2 separate regions of the Mus musculus genome follow, and region 1 is linked to region 2. A link is a contact called in public promoter capture Hi-C data. All regions are on one chromosome and are shown on one strand. The core of a region is the stretch at or near the end of the contact, and the rest is flanking DNA. Distances in the headings are between cores, read along the strand shown.

Evidence for each region. Promoter capture Hi-C pulls out the DNA fragments that hold promoters and counts their contacts.
Region 1: a contact with region 2 is called in a promoter capture Hi-C map of liver. The contact joins the promoter of Mia here to the enhancer-like site in region 2. A contact is called at or near these places in 8 of 39 promoter capture datasets (3T3-L1-derived adipocytes, embryonic stem cells, epiblast stem cells and 3 more), 10 of 484 Hi-C or Micro-C datasets (Sertoli cells, embryonic stem cells, liver and 3 more), 5 of 115 datasets of contacts at active chromatin or transcription factors (all in embryonic stem cells) and 3 of 9 other capture datasets (adipose tissue, liver and pancreatic islet).

Annotation. Positions count from the first base shown.
Region 1 is chr7:27,179,824-27,186,537 of GRCm38.p6, forward strand. It overlaps Mia (melanoma inhibitory activity), which reads right to left and starts at 1,326. Exons shown (of 4, transcript NM_019394.3): 1 at 1,099-1,326; 2 at 877-1,010; 3 at 346-456; 4 at 1-11. The coding sequence starts at 1,222.
Region 2 is chr7:27,125,926-27,132,127 of GRCm38.p6, forward strand. It overlaps Cyp2f2 (cytochrome P450, family 2, subfamily f, polypeptide 2), which reads left to right. Exons shown (of 10, transcript NM_007817.2): 5 at 3,266-3,426; 6 at 3,792-3,968; 7 at 4,369-4,510; 8 at 5,245-5,432. Among named protein-coding and RNA genes, the nearest start is that of Cyp2f2, 9.1 kb to the left of the region's middle. Within about 2 kb of position 3,221, at least 6 of the 459 cell types and tissues checked have an H3K27ac peak or open chromatin away from gene starts, as enhancers often do. A contact at or near this core is called in liver, where this site is marked.

The sequences.
Region 1 (6,714 bases), core at 76-2,575, 52 kb after region 2:
AAATCCCATTGCTGAAAAAGAGTAGATAGAAAACCAACCAGTGATGACATTGCAATGCGCCTAGTGGTTCTAACAAAGTTATAGCTGCAAGGACTAGGTTTGATCACCCAGAAATGAACACATTAGCTTCCAGTACTGCACCCTCTGCCATTTCCCAATTAGAGATCACTCAGCACTGGGCAGGGCCTGTAAACTCAGCAGCCCTCAGGAGGCTGAAACTGGAGGCTAGTGATTTTGAGGCCAGCTTGGGTACATACCAACAACAAAAATAATTACTTCTCATAAACAGGTAAGCAAATAAAGGAACTATCATCCTACTCCCACCTCCACCCCCAAGACACTCACATCGGTCTTCATATCAATTTTGCCAGGTTTCAGAGTCAGGTCCTCCCGGACAATGCTACTGGGGAAATAGCCCAGGCGGGCTGCCAGGTCTCCATAGTAACCTCCCTGAACCTGGAGAAGAAGTTAAAAGTCCATCTGGGGAAACGGCACTTATGCTTGCTGAACGCCTGTGTACAATCTTCCCTCTTACTTGAATCTCAGCTTAAATGCCATTTGCTCATGGATAGAATGTTGCCACTACAACTAATCCTCACAATGTCATGTTTGCTGCCACTTTTGATGGCTTGCTGGTTGCCTGCCTCTACCCCTTTGTTCACTGTTGTATCCCGGGTATGAAAAAGAGCTTTGGCGCTAAGCTTCTCTGTAATTTCTAAAGAAAAAAAAAAAAAATGCAATAAGTAATAAAATGTCCTTCCTTCCCCCAAATCTCGTTTTCCCCTCCCCCCAAATCTTCCCTTCATATGGAAAACAAGGCTTTACAAACCCAAACAAACCCCACACCCTTCCCATTATCACTCTCTGAAGACTCACACTGCCTCCCCAGAAAAGGCGCCCACGGCCCTTCAACTTGGAGAAGACATACACCACTTGGCCCCTATATATAGTCAAGAAGCGGCAATCAGGGGCCACGTAGTCCTGGAGGGCCACAGCCATGGAGATAGGATCTGGGGAGGGAGAAGGAAATGACAGCAACTGCAAAACAGACTAGCAGTCCAAGCCTTCAGCCCCCTTCCCTTGTTCCCTGACTCTTACGGCTGCATTCCTCGTCCGCACACAGCTTCCAGTCAGCCAGCTTGGGCATAGCTCGATCAGCCCTGCTAGGCCCTGAAAAAACAGACAAGACGACGATGCCAAGGAGCACTGGGGACCACACCATCATGGACTGAGAATGACCAAGTGAAGAACGAGGTCTCTGGGCTCCTCCTGCCCTCCTTCCAGGCTGAATATCAAGGAAACCTGTGTTCTCGATCCTGTCTCCGCCCCAAACCAAATTTCACCCTCACCCACTCCCCAAGGTTGTTCTCCAGCCAGTACCATTTTAGAGAGAGGGTAAGGGCTATGGGCCAAAGAAAATGCCTACTCGAGCCCAAAGCAATTCAGGCAATTCCAAGTAGCGATCACCCCCTGGATAACTAGAGACGCAGATAGGCAGGCTGGACTATCTGATTCCACCTTCAAGTCGTTTTAGGTACCTGGACCCTCCAGAGACCAAGCTAGAGGAGCCAGTATAGAAAACCACCCTGGAATTTCCTGTGCTGAGGTCTGAGAACAAGGCAGTTCTTTGATTAGCAGCCACAGCCAGGGTTCCCAGGTACTGAGCAAACACTCAACGTCTGGCCTCAGGCTAGGCACTGTCCCACCTGGCTCACTGTGCACATTCACAGGCTACTTCCTCACTAGAAGCTAAGCTATTCTAGCTTATGAGCTTCAACCCACTCATCTATAAAGAAAGCAATGAAAGCAAACAACTGCTGCATGTATGTCTGAGTACTGCATGTGTGCCTGGTATTTTTAAAGGCCAGAAGAGGGTCTTGAGTCTTCTGGAACTGGAGCTACAGAGCTAGGTGCTAGGAATCAAACCTGGGTCATCTGGAAGACCCACTCGTGCTCTGCTCTTAACCGCTGAGCCATCTTTCCAGCCCACTCTTTTTTCTTGAGACACCGATCTACTACTGCACAGCCCTGGCTGGCCTGGAACTCCCTATAAAGACCAGACTGGCCTCAAACTCTTAAGAGATCAACCTGCCTCTGCCTTTCCAAACGTGGGTAAGGCATGCACCAGCAAATCATATGCATGTGTGTGTATGTACACCCACACAAAATATATATGTGTATATACTATATATATGTATGTATGTATATATACACATACATATATATGCATGTGTAAAAATCATATATGTATATATCAGGGATGGTCTGAATTGCCTCAGGAGTAGCCCTGACAAGCCCAGTTCACAAAGAAATTGAGCTAAAGAATGTATGTCTATGGTAACTGAACCAGGAAGGGGAAAAAAAGATTTATTTCAGGGTTTCTTAGTATCACTGTTATCTGACCTGACATGCCTCTTAGAAGGAGCAGTCCATGAACAGACGTGCAAGGAACAGAGGCCCAAAGAGCATGTTTAGTGACCTCACAAGGATGCAATCAACAGACTGAGGCTGAAACTATAGCTTAATGGTTATAGTTTGAATAAGGTGGTCCCAATAGGCTAGTATATGTGAATGTTTGGTTCCCAGTAGGTGGAACTGTTTAGGAAGGTTGGCAGATGACCTTGTTGGTAGAGTTCTGTCACTGGGTGTGAGCTTTTAAGTTTCAAAAGCTCAAGCCATGGGGGAGGGGAGAGGGGATTTTCAGAGGGGAAACTAGGAAAGGGGATAATATTTAAAATGTAAATAAAGAAAATATCTAATAAAAAATTTTTTAATGAAAAAAAAAGTCCAAGCCAGACCCCCCACCACACCCCCACACATTTCCTCTCCTTTTCACTGCCTCATCTTGCCAGGTTTAAGCTCTCAGCTATTGCTTTGGCATCATGCCTGCCTGCTGCCATGCTGTCATAATCACCACGAACTGATTCTCTTCAACTATAAGCAAGACCTCTAGTAAATGCTCTGCCTTTAATTTACTTTAGTTCTGGTGTCTCTTCATAGCAACAGGACAGGAACATAGTGGTTGAATGCCTGATAATCTTGGGTTCAATTCCCAAGCCAAAAAATAATGTATGATAATTTATAACTAAAATATATGTCAGGGGCCCAGGACTGAGCTTGTCTAGTATGTACAAAGCCCTGGGTTCAATGCCCAGAACCACAAAAACTAAAACAGTAAGACCACTGTAAAATAAGTGTAGGAGGTGATTTCCTTGAGAAGTTTTAGACACAAGTTGGTAAATAAATGAAGCTGGTAGCAGAGACCATGAGGTAGCATGTTGTTCTCATGTTTTGAATTTCCCAATTTAGAATACATCAAAGTGTTTCTTTGGGCAGTAGATATTTTACTGTAAATACTAGTTTCAAATCTTGGCACTGTGAAGATTCAAGGCATGAAAATCTGAAGGCCTCTGGGAGACAACTAACTAATACATAGGGGACTAAATGTAGCTCTATTGGTAGACTCCTTGGCCTGGCATCCGCCGGGCCCTGGGGTCCACCCACCGCACTAAATGACCTGGGTGAGGCAGTGTACCACTTACAATCCCAGGATTATTGATGTAGAGCTAAGAGGACAGAAGTTCACAATCACCCTCAGTTACAGTGACTTCAAATTCACATGCTTGTCTCAAAAAAACAAAAATATAACCCTCAGGGGCTGCAGTGGTTAATACTTGCTGCTCTTGCAGAGGACCCAAATTAAGTTCCTAACACCAATATGGTGGGGGCTCACAACCATCTGCAACACCAGTCACGGGGGATCTGATGCTCTTCTGACCTCTGAGGTTACACATGGTACATAAACATACTCGAAGGCAAAATACTCACACACATAAAATAAATCTAAAATTAAAAAGTAAGCTTCCAATATAGGGAACTAACTGCATGGTCAGTACTGCCAGCGATTTGGAGATACACAGGATACCTCATCTGCATAAGCCATGTGCAAAGCTGAAAATTCAGGCCTTCCTAGACAAAAGAAACAGGCAGGTACTCACGAGCCGGGCGTGGTGGTGAACGCTGCCTTTAATCCCAGCACTCGGGAGGCAGAGGCAGGTGGATTTCTGAGTTCGAGGCCAGCCTGGTCTACAAAGTGAGTTCCAGGACAGCCAGGGCTATACAGAGAAACTGTCTCTAAAAACCAAAAAAAAAAAAAAAAAAAAAAGTACACTCACCATATTGTCTTATTGTAGAAATGTCTCTATTCCCCCAAAACTCAATTTACTTAAACCCACTCAGTGTTTCCAATGTACTCGGCACCAAAATACTTACCTGACATGCATGTGGACTTTGGTGCCCATAACAGAAAAAAAAAAAAAAAAATATATATATATATATACCACTAGGTTCTTGGTGGGTCAGAAATCTTGGAGCTGTATGTCTGACTTTAAGTCTGAGGCTGCAACCAACAGGTCATGAAATATGGAACTTTCATCCGATGGCTGGACTTGAGGGATGCCCGCCCAAGCCCCGGTAAACGCCCCGAAGCGTGCAATTGCTTGTAAAAATTGGACTGTGGACTATGGGGGTAGGGGGAGGTGATGAGGAGGGCTGACTCAGGGACCTCTCCCCAGCCTAGTTTTGTGTGTGTGACTGTGTGTATGGGAGTTTAGTCGGAATGCATGTTGTATTCATGCCCGTGGATCCCCTCGGGGTGGAGTTACTGACATGTGGGTGCTGAGACTCTAACTCTGGTCCTCTGAAAGCAGACAGTGCTCTTAACCACTGAGTCATCCCCAGCCCTCCCAGCTTGCCACCTGCCAAAGCCAACGAAAGGCAGCCTTTGTCTTTAATAATGCATATAACATCTCATTTTTATTATTATCCAGAAACCCTTCACCATTCTTATCCACCCTTTGACTTACTATGGTTTCAGATACCCTTTGGTCTGGAAATGTTAAATAAAAACTTCTAGGCGTAATTTGTTAATTATGAATTCTATGTTATTTTGAACAATGCAATGAAATCTCACCCGCTTCCATTTCAGCACATTTTTATCCACGCACGTTGTGTATGTCAGCCAAGCACCATCTATGTAAGCAGACCGAGGCTCTTGTGGCTTGTGTCCAAGTCATGACTATACTTTATAAGGGACTCAAAGCACAGTGCTAATGTCGCTGGCTACTCACGGATGTGGAAGAACCAAGTGTGCTACCACATACCTATAGTTCCAGCATCTGGGAGTCTGGGGCAGGAGGATTGTGAATTTGAAGTCAACCTAGAATGCATAGCCCACATCAGAGGGGAAAAAATGTTTTTAAGACTTTATGTTTAGGTAAGTAGGGGATGGGTATATGTGCATGAGTGCAGTGCCTGTGGAGGCCAGGAGAGGGCAGCAGATCCCCCTGTGACTGGAGTTATAGACAGACAGCTACGACCCCAAGTGGGCACCAGGACACGAAACTTGGGATACCAGAAAGTGCAAGTCGTACATATCTCCATCCTCCACCCCACCCTACCCTGGGTGGGGGCAGGGCAGTATATTAGCCAAGAGGTTTTGTGCTTTCTACAAAGGATGAGGGGGAAGAAATGGAAATAAGACTGTGAAATTGTGAAAAAAAAAGGTTGCTAGTTTTACTATCACACCTCCCTCCAACCGCCAGAGTTACAGCCATTACATGTGATGGACGCTCCGTGGCGATGGAAGAAGCTGGATGTGATGGGAGATGCTTATAAACATCTCCAGTGGTGGTGGTGTGTGTGAGGGGGTGTTGGCTCAGGCTACAGTGAGTGGGGGCTGGGTGAGCAGTCTAAGACCCCACCTAAAATAATGAAGATGGGAAAAAGTACTGTAGGTTCCTGAACTCTGGATTCAATCAGAAATGTACTGCTGGAGGGGAAGGGATGGAAGAAGGGGGGTTTTCAAGTGGGTCACCAGTTCAAACACACGAGGATTTAAAAAGCATCAACAAATTGGTGACACACACCTTTAATCCCAGCACTTGGGCAGCAGAGGCAGGTGGTGGATCTGAGTTTGAGGCCAGCTCAGTCTACAGGGTTCCAGTGTGTGTTAGAGGATGGGGACCAATCACATACAAACTTCATTCAAGATCCATGTGACCAGAGCAGCCGTCAGTGCCCACCATCTCATGAGCACATGGCTACCTGGCACGGTGGCACCCCCTCCCCTCCCCCCCAGTGCTCCACTGAAGCTCTCCCACCTCAGCATCTTTGCACTGCCTCCAGAAGTGCACTGGCAGCTGCTGCCTGCAGCAGGCAGCTCAAGACTCCCTGGCCAACTCTACACTGCTGCGTTTGACTCTCATTTTTCTGCCCTGCTGAAGAGAAAACTGGCTCTAGAGTTCAGTCACTTGCCAAGGTCAGAGCAGGTTAAGAGTACTCTGGCCTCTGAGCTGGTCAGGTCACTGAGCACACACTGTCTTAGAATCGGAGGTGGACATGAAACTGAGTAACTACCCAGCACCCTGCACCAGAAGAGCCTAAGAGCTCCACCCTAGGTCACCTTTATCACCCTAACCGTTCCCAGCTCCCCGGCACCTACCACAGCAGCTCAGGCTGCCAGAGACCTCATGGCAATCTCCCCATCTCTCTCGGCCTTCTGGCTAGAACCAAAGGCCAAGCGAGCAATGTTGACTTCCACTTCCAAGTCTTATTCGGCATGTACTCAATCTACTGAAGTGCCTGTTTGTGGGGACAGTGGAGACATTATGATCACGGTATTAATAGAGGATCCCTTTTCACACAGGAAGAAAA
Region 2 (6,202 bases), core at 1,971-4,470:
GCATCCACACACATGTATGTGCACACACATAATTAAAACTAAATATCTTTGGGGGTTGATCATTTTATTTCTTATGGGATTTATAATTAAGAAGGTAGAACACCTTCCTAGAATCCCACAGGAGGTGGTTGGGGGCATAGTTCAATAGTAGAGCCTCTGCCTAGAATCCCCCAGTGAGGGGCTGGGGGTGTGGCTCAGTGGGAGAGCCCCTGCCTAGAATCCCCCAGTGAGGGGCTGGGGTGTGGCTCAGTGGTAGAGCCCCTGGCTAGAATCCTCCAGTGAGGGGCTGGGGGTGTGGCTCAGTGGCAAAGTTCTTGCCTAGTGTGCATAAGACCTCAGTTCTATGTCAGCAATACAAAGTTCAAACAAAATCACAGTTTTCTACAAAATCACAGTTTTCTACAGTTCCAAGACCCTTGGGTATGCTCATCTCTCTAAAAAATTCATTAGCACTCAGAAGGTTGAGACAAGAGGATCATGAGTTCATGGCCAGTCTTCACAGTACATCAAGTTCCTGAACAAGAAAAGAAAATCACATAAACCGACGGAGTCTCAGAATCTGCCCCATTTTACAGAAGAAACAGAAATGCAGGGGGGAAAAAACAAACAAACCAAAACAAAACAAAAAACAGCCACAACAACTCTTCCCTGCTCTCCAAATCTTACTGGATTTGGGAGAAAAAAATTGGGATCACATGTGACGTAAGCGTGGTCATAGCTGCTTATGTTAGCTTCTTAACGCTCTGATACATTCCCACAAATGCGGCTAGTGAGATGTCTCAGCAGACAAAGGTACTTGGTACCAAGCCTGGCCAAGACAGTGGAAGGAGAGAGCATGTCCTCTGACCTTCATTTTCATGTCATCGCGTGTGCACACACACACACACACACACACACACACACTCACTCACTCACATGCACACACCAAATACATAAAAATTTATTTTTTCAATTGGCACAAATGCACTATATTAATATAACACAAATTGTTTGCTTGTTTTACCTAGGTTGTCACTCTGTAGCCCGAGCTCATAGCAATTTTCCTGCCTCTCTCCCATGTGCTTCAATTACAGGTGCAAGATACCACACCCAGCCAGATTCATTCTTTTTCATGGTTTTATAGATTCAAAGTACTAAGGGGGTCAATAGAATGCTCTCTCTCTCTCTCTCTCTCTCTCTCTCTCTCTCTCTCTCCCTACCTCCCTCTTCCTCTTCCTCTTCCTCATTTTCCCCACCAACACACTTTTTTTTTTTTCAAGATAGGATTTCTCTCTGTAGCCCTGGCTGTCCTGGAACTTGCCTGTAGACCAGGCTGGGCTCAAACTCAGAGATCTACCTGCCTCTGCCTCCTGAGTGCTGGGCTTAAAGTCGTGTGCCACCACCAATCCAGCTAACACACTTTGTTTTATATGCACTTAACTCTTCTTTATAAGGACCTTACTAAGGTCCACCCAGGTAATTCAGAATAGTCTCATTATCAAATTTATTTTTGAGATTTTAAGATCTTTTTAAATTATGTGTCTGGGGGAGGTGTATGCACATGAGTGCAGCTGCCTGAAGAGACCAGAGGCATTGGGTCCGCCTAGAGTTGAGGTATAGACAATTGTGAGCTGCCCAGTGTAGGTACTGAATACCAAACCCATGTGATCTGCAAGAGCAGTCCATATTCCTAACCACTGAGCCATTTCTCCAGCCCCATATTACAAAACTCTGAATAACATCACATCTAAGGTAAGATCCTGGGGTGGGGAGATGGACTCTCGTGATGTCCAGTGTTCCACCTTCCACAGCAGTTTGCTTTGTAGCAGCCCCATGATGGATCAAGTCTCAGTTATAAATTTCCCTGACTCTTTCTAAGAGCTCCATGAGGAGGAGTCTATCACCACGCCCATTTTATGGATGGGAACTGAGGTTCAGATTTAAAAAAAAAAAAAAAAAAAAAAAAAACATGGAGACTAAGAGCCCACACTAGAATCAAAGCAAAGTCCTACCTCCAGAAACTGTTTTCTGGACTTTCTGCTCTTACACCTTAAATGTTGTGTTGAAATGTGAGTTTTGTTTGTTTGTTTTCATAACAGAAACTCTGTAGCCCAGGCTGGCCTGGAACTCACAATGAGCCTCCTGCCTCAGTCTCCCAAGTGCTGGGATTACAGGCCTCCTGCACCACCTGACCTAGCATTTGTTGCTTTTATTGTATCCTATAGTGTGTTTGGCTGTTGAATGATAAGAGGTTAGACAATATGTTTGTGGTCTATCCTGAGGTAAAGTTGTCCTCTGGCATTGTGTATGACACTTCACTGTGAGTCTGCTGCACCCCAATGTTAACTTACTATGCATCACCTCTTCTGCTGCCAGGATACTACAGTGTGTTCTGCACTATCCTATGAGTTGCTGTGAGTTACTGCTGTATGTTGGCAGCCGGATGTTGGAGTATACTGACACCATGAGGTGGTACATTGCGACTGCGCCTTGGGATGTCCCTGGGCTGTCTGTACTGGCATATTTTGTGCTTGGTTGGTTTATGAGGTTTGGTTTGGTTTCTTTCATTGAGACAAAGTCTCTCATAGCCCTGGGTGGTCTCAAACTCTCTATGCAACCAAGAATAACCTGGAACTCCTGATCCCTACCCTCTGCCTCCCAAGTGCTGAGATTGCAGAGGTCAACCACTATAAACAAATGTCTATTTTTTTTATTAATTTAGGGTTTACTTGTATGCATATGTGTTTGTGGCATGCAGAGTGTTCAGGGGTGCCTGCCAAGGTCATAAGGAAGGTCAGATCTCCTGGAGTTATAGGCAATCATTAATAGCCTGAGGAAGCCCTCTGGTCCCTAGCTGTCTGATTTTGAGACAGTTTTGAGCCTTATAACCCAGGCTGACCTCAAACTTGAGGCAACCATCCTGCCTCAGCAGGGGTTACAGGTGCTAACCACCCTTAGGACTCTTTGGCTGTACTCACTGGTGATTTTGTGGGCAGCTGTTGGCTATGATACCTGTGTGCCGTGCTGTGGGCAGTGTAATGTATTCTTGTTCTGCAAGAGTTTTGTTGTACATGACATTGCCAAATTATTTAGGAGTATTGTCATATCACACATTGCGTGGCCTGTCATATTGCACATTGCGTGGCCTCGTGAGAGCATTCTGGACTGTGAGGTGCTGTCTCACGGTGGGTGAATTCTGAGCAAGCAGGAATCGTGGGAGCACTCCATCTGGCACATGTTGTATTGGCAGAGCTTCACACTGACCTACTTCATCTCTCCACCTCAGGCAAGCCCTTTGACCCCGTGTTTATCCTGAGCCGCTCTGTGTCCAACATTATCTGCTCTGTCGTCTTCGGAAGTCGCTTCGACTATGACGATGAGCGTCTGCTCACCATCATCCACTTTATCAATGACAACTTCAAGATTATGAGCAGCCCTTGGGGCGAGGTAAGCACTCGGAGGTCAACCAGATGGGATCATGGGTCCACAGGGTCCAAAAATGTACCAGGGGCCAGTGATGAGATACATGCCTATAAACCCCATACTAAGGAGGCCGAGGGGAGAGGATTGCCACAAGTTCCTGACCAAGCTAGACAAAATAGAAAGAACTCCTCCTTAAAACCCCACCCCCAGTTACACGGTCCACCCATCCTCCTCTGTCCTGCCCCCCTCCCTCCCACTCTCGTTCCACCCTTGCAGAACTTGGCTGCCCATGACAAGACCAGGTCAGAGTTGATTTAAGTTTGCTTTGCTTAGCCTATCCATCAACCCCCAAGCTTGCTTCACGAAGCCTCTCCAACTCTGGTCCCCAGATGTACAACATCTTCCCAAGTGTCCTTGATTGGATACCTGGGCCACACAAACGCTTGTTCCGGAACTTTGGAGGCATGAAAGATCTCATTGCCCGCAGCGTCCGCGAACACCAGGATTCCCTGGACCCCAACTCTCCCCGGGACTTCATCGACTGCTTCCTCACAAAGATGGCACAGGTAGCTGTAGGATGAAGATTCTCCCTCTAGGCTGGTGTGAAGCCCTCCTGCTGCCCCCTCCCGCTCCCCGCCTCAAACGTGCACAGATCTCAGTTTGGGTAGAGTCCTGAAGCTGTGGCACCTGGCCCTGCTGGACAGCTGCCCAAAGCGACTACCAATTAACAAATTATTAAGCCGTTGTGGTTGGCCAAATTGTTCACCTTGGGCCTTGTCACTTTTTCTCTCTCCCTTCACACTACCCGGCTCCCACCAAAAAAAAAAAAAAAAAAAAAAAAAAAAGTTAGCTCAAGAGAGGGACAGAGCCAGCGACTAGTGACGGTAGCAGTTGAGTGGATCACAGAGGCTCCGAAGTATAAGCTTCTCCCAGTCCCTGACTCATAGTACCATCCTTCAACCACAGGAGAAGCAAGACCCACTGAGCCACTTCAATATGGATACCCTGCTGATGACCACACACAACCTGCTCTTCGGTGGCACAGAAACCGTGGGCACCACACTGCGTCACGCCTTCCTTATTCTTATGAAATACCCCAAAGTGCAAGGTACACGGGCAGCAATGTCCCCTCTACATTACCTCCTCCCTTCTCCTACCCTCCACCCCCACCCTACCCCGTCCAGAGGGTCTAGTAGAGCCCTCCATTAACAACCCTCTCATACAAGCCAAACCAACTAAGAGGCCCTCAGGGTCCACACAGTGCCATTCCCGACCATACCTGAGTACTATTGGCCCTGCCCACAACACATGCGACTGTCTGTCTGGCCTCTGAATCCTTCTTCCTCTGTCATCTCAAAACCCCGCCCCTGAGACCCAGTCACAAGGTCTGCTAAGAACCTTGAACTCTTCTGAATAACATGACTCCCTCCAGCACATAAGCCTCCCCTTCCCCAGGCTCCGCCTCCTGGGTGTCTTCCTGGCTTTGCGGGAGATAGCTGCACTGCCCACACACTAGGTCCATGAGCCTCAAAGCCCTTCCAGAAATCAAATGAGGATCCTAGGATCCAAACAGCCCTAAAGCCCACCTACACAAACTCACACCCAGAAACCCATGCAACAATCAACATTTTTCCCTCTTGAAAACAAATGCTTTGAAACCCAGACTAACCAGAACTCACAGCTATCTTCCTGCCTCAGCTTCCTGCGTGCAATGATGACAGGCCACTGCCTACAACTAGAAAAGCTCTGACTTGATCCTGTCCCATGAACTCCCACAAACCTGCCCCAGTCCCAGCGGTTCCTCAGAGACCATCATTCACTACCTTCTCCTTCTACCTCCAGCCCGCGTGCAGGAAGAGATTGACCGTGTGGTGGGGCGCTCGCGGATGCCGACGCTGGAAGACCGTACATCCATGCCTTACACAGATGCAGTGATCCACGAAGTGCAACGCTTTGCTGACGTCATCCCCATGAACCTGCCTCACCGTGTCACTCGGGACACACCTTTCCGGGGCTTCCTGATACCCAAGGTGTGCTGGGCTCCTAAAATGACATAGGGGTAACCTAGGAAGGGTACCTCAAGCTTTTGTAATTGGCTAAGAGGTACCCTAGACCCTAGCAATCAGCTCCCAGGGTACCAATCAGCAGAGGTGGGAAGTTGCCAATATTTTTTTCCAATATTTAATTTTGTTTTTTACATGTATGGTGTTTCCCCTAAATGGCTGTGTACCACATGCATGCAGTGCCCAAGGAGGCCAAAAGAGGGCGCTGTGGCCTCTGGAACTGAATATACAGATGGTTGGGAGGCATCAAGAGGGTGCTGGGAATTGAACACAGGTTCTCTGCAAGAGTAGCCAGTGCCCTTAATACCATCTCCCCAGTCTTTTTTTTTTTGGGGGGGGGGTTCCCTTATAGCCCAGGTTGACCTTGAACTCCCTACGTGACTGAGGTTGGACTTGAACTCCCGAAGCTCCTGCCTCCTCCTCCAGTGTATTGGAATTCTACCACCCCTGGCTTAGCCATTTTAGATGCTTTAAAACAGAGTTCCTTCATATCAGAAGAGATCGGAACTCCATACACCTTCCTATCTCAAGCCCCTTCCTCAGACCCCTTTCCAGAACTACTGGGCTCTGGAATTTTATCTAAACATCTCCTGAGGCCAAAATACCATTCTTGGAGGACACCCTCTCCAAACACTCCACCCCAACTCCCACCCCACCCCACTTTGCACCCCAGCACACCCCCACTCAGAAATCCCGCGTCTGCTTCTACAAAGCTCAGGACCAAGGGTGGCCCACAT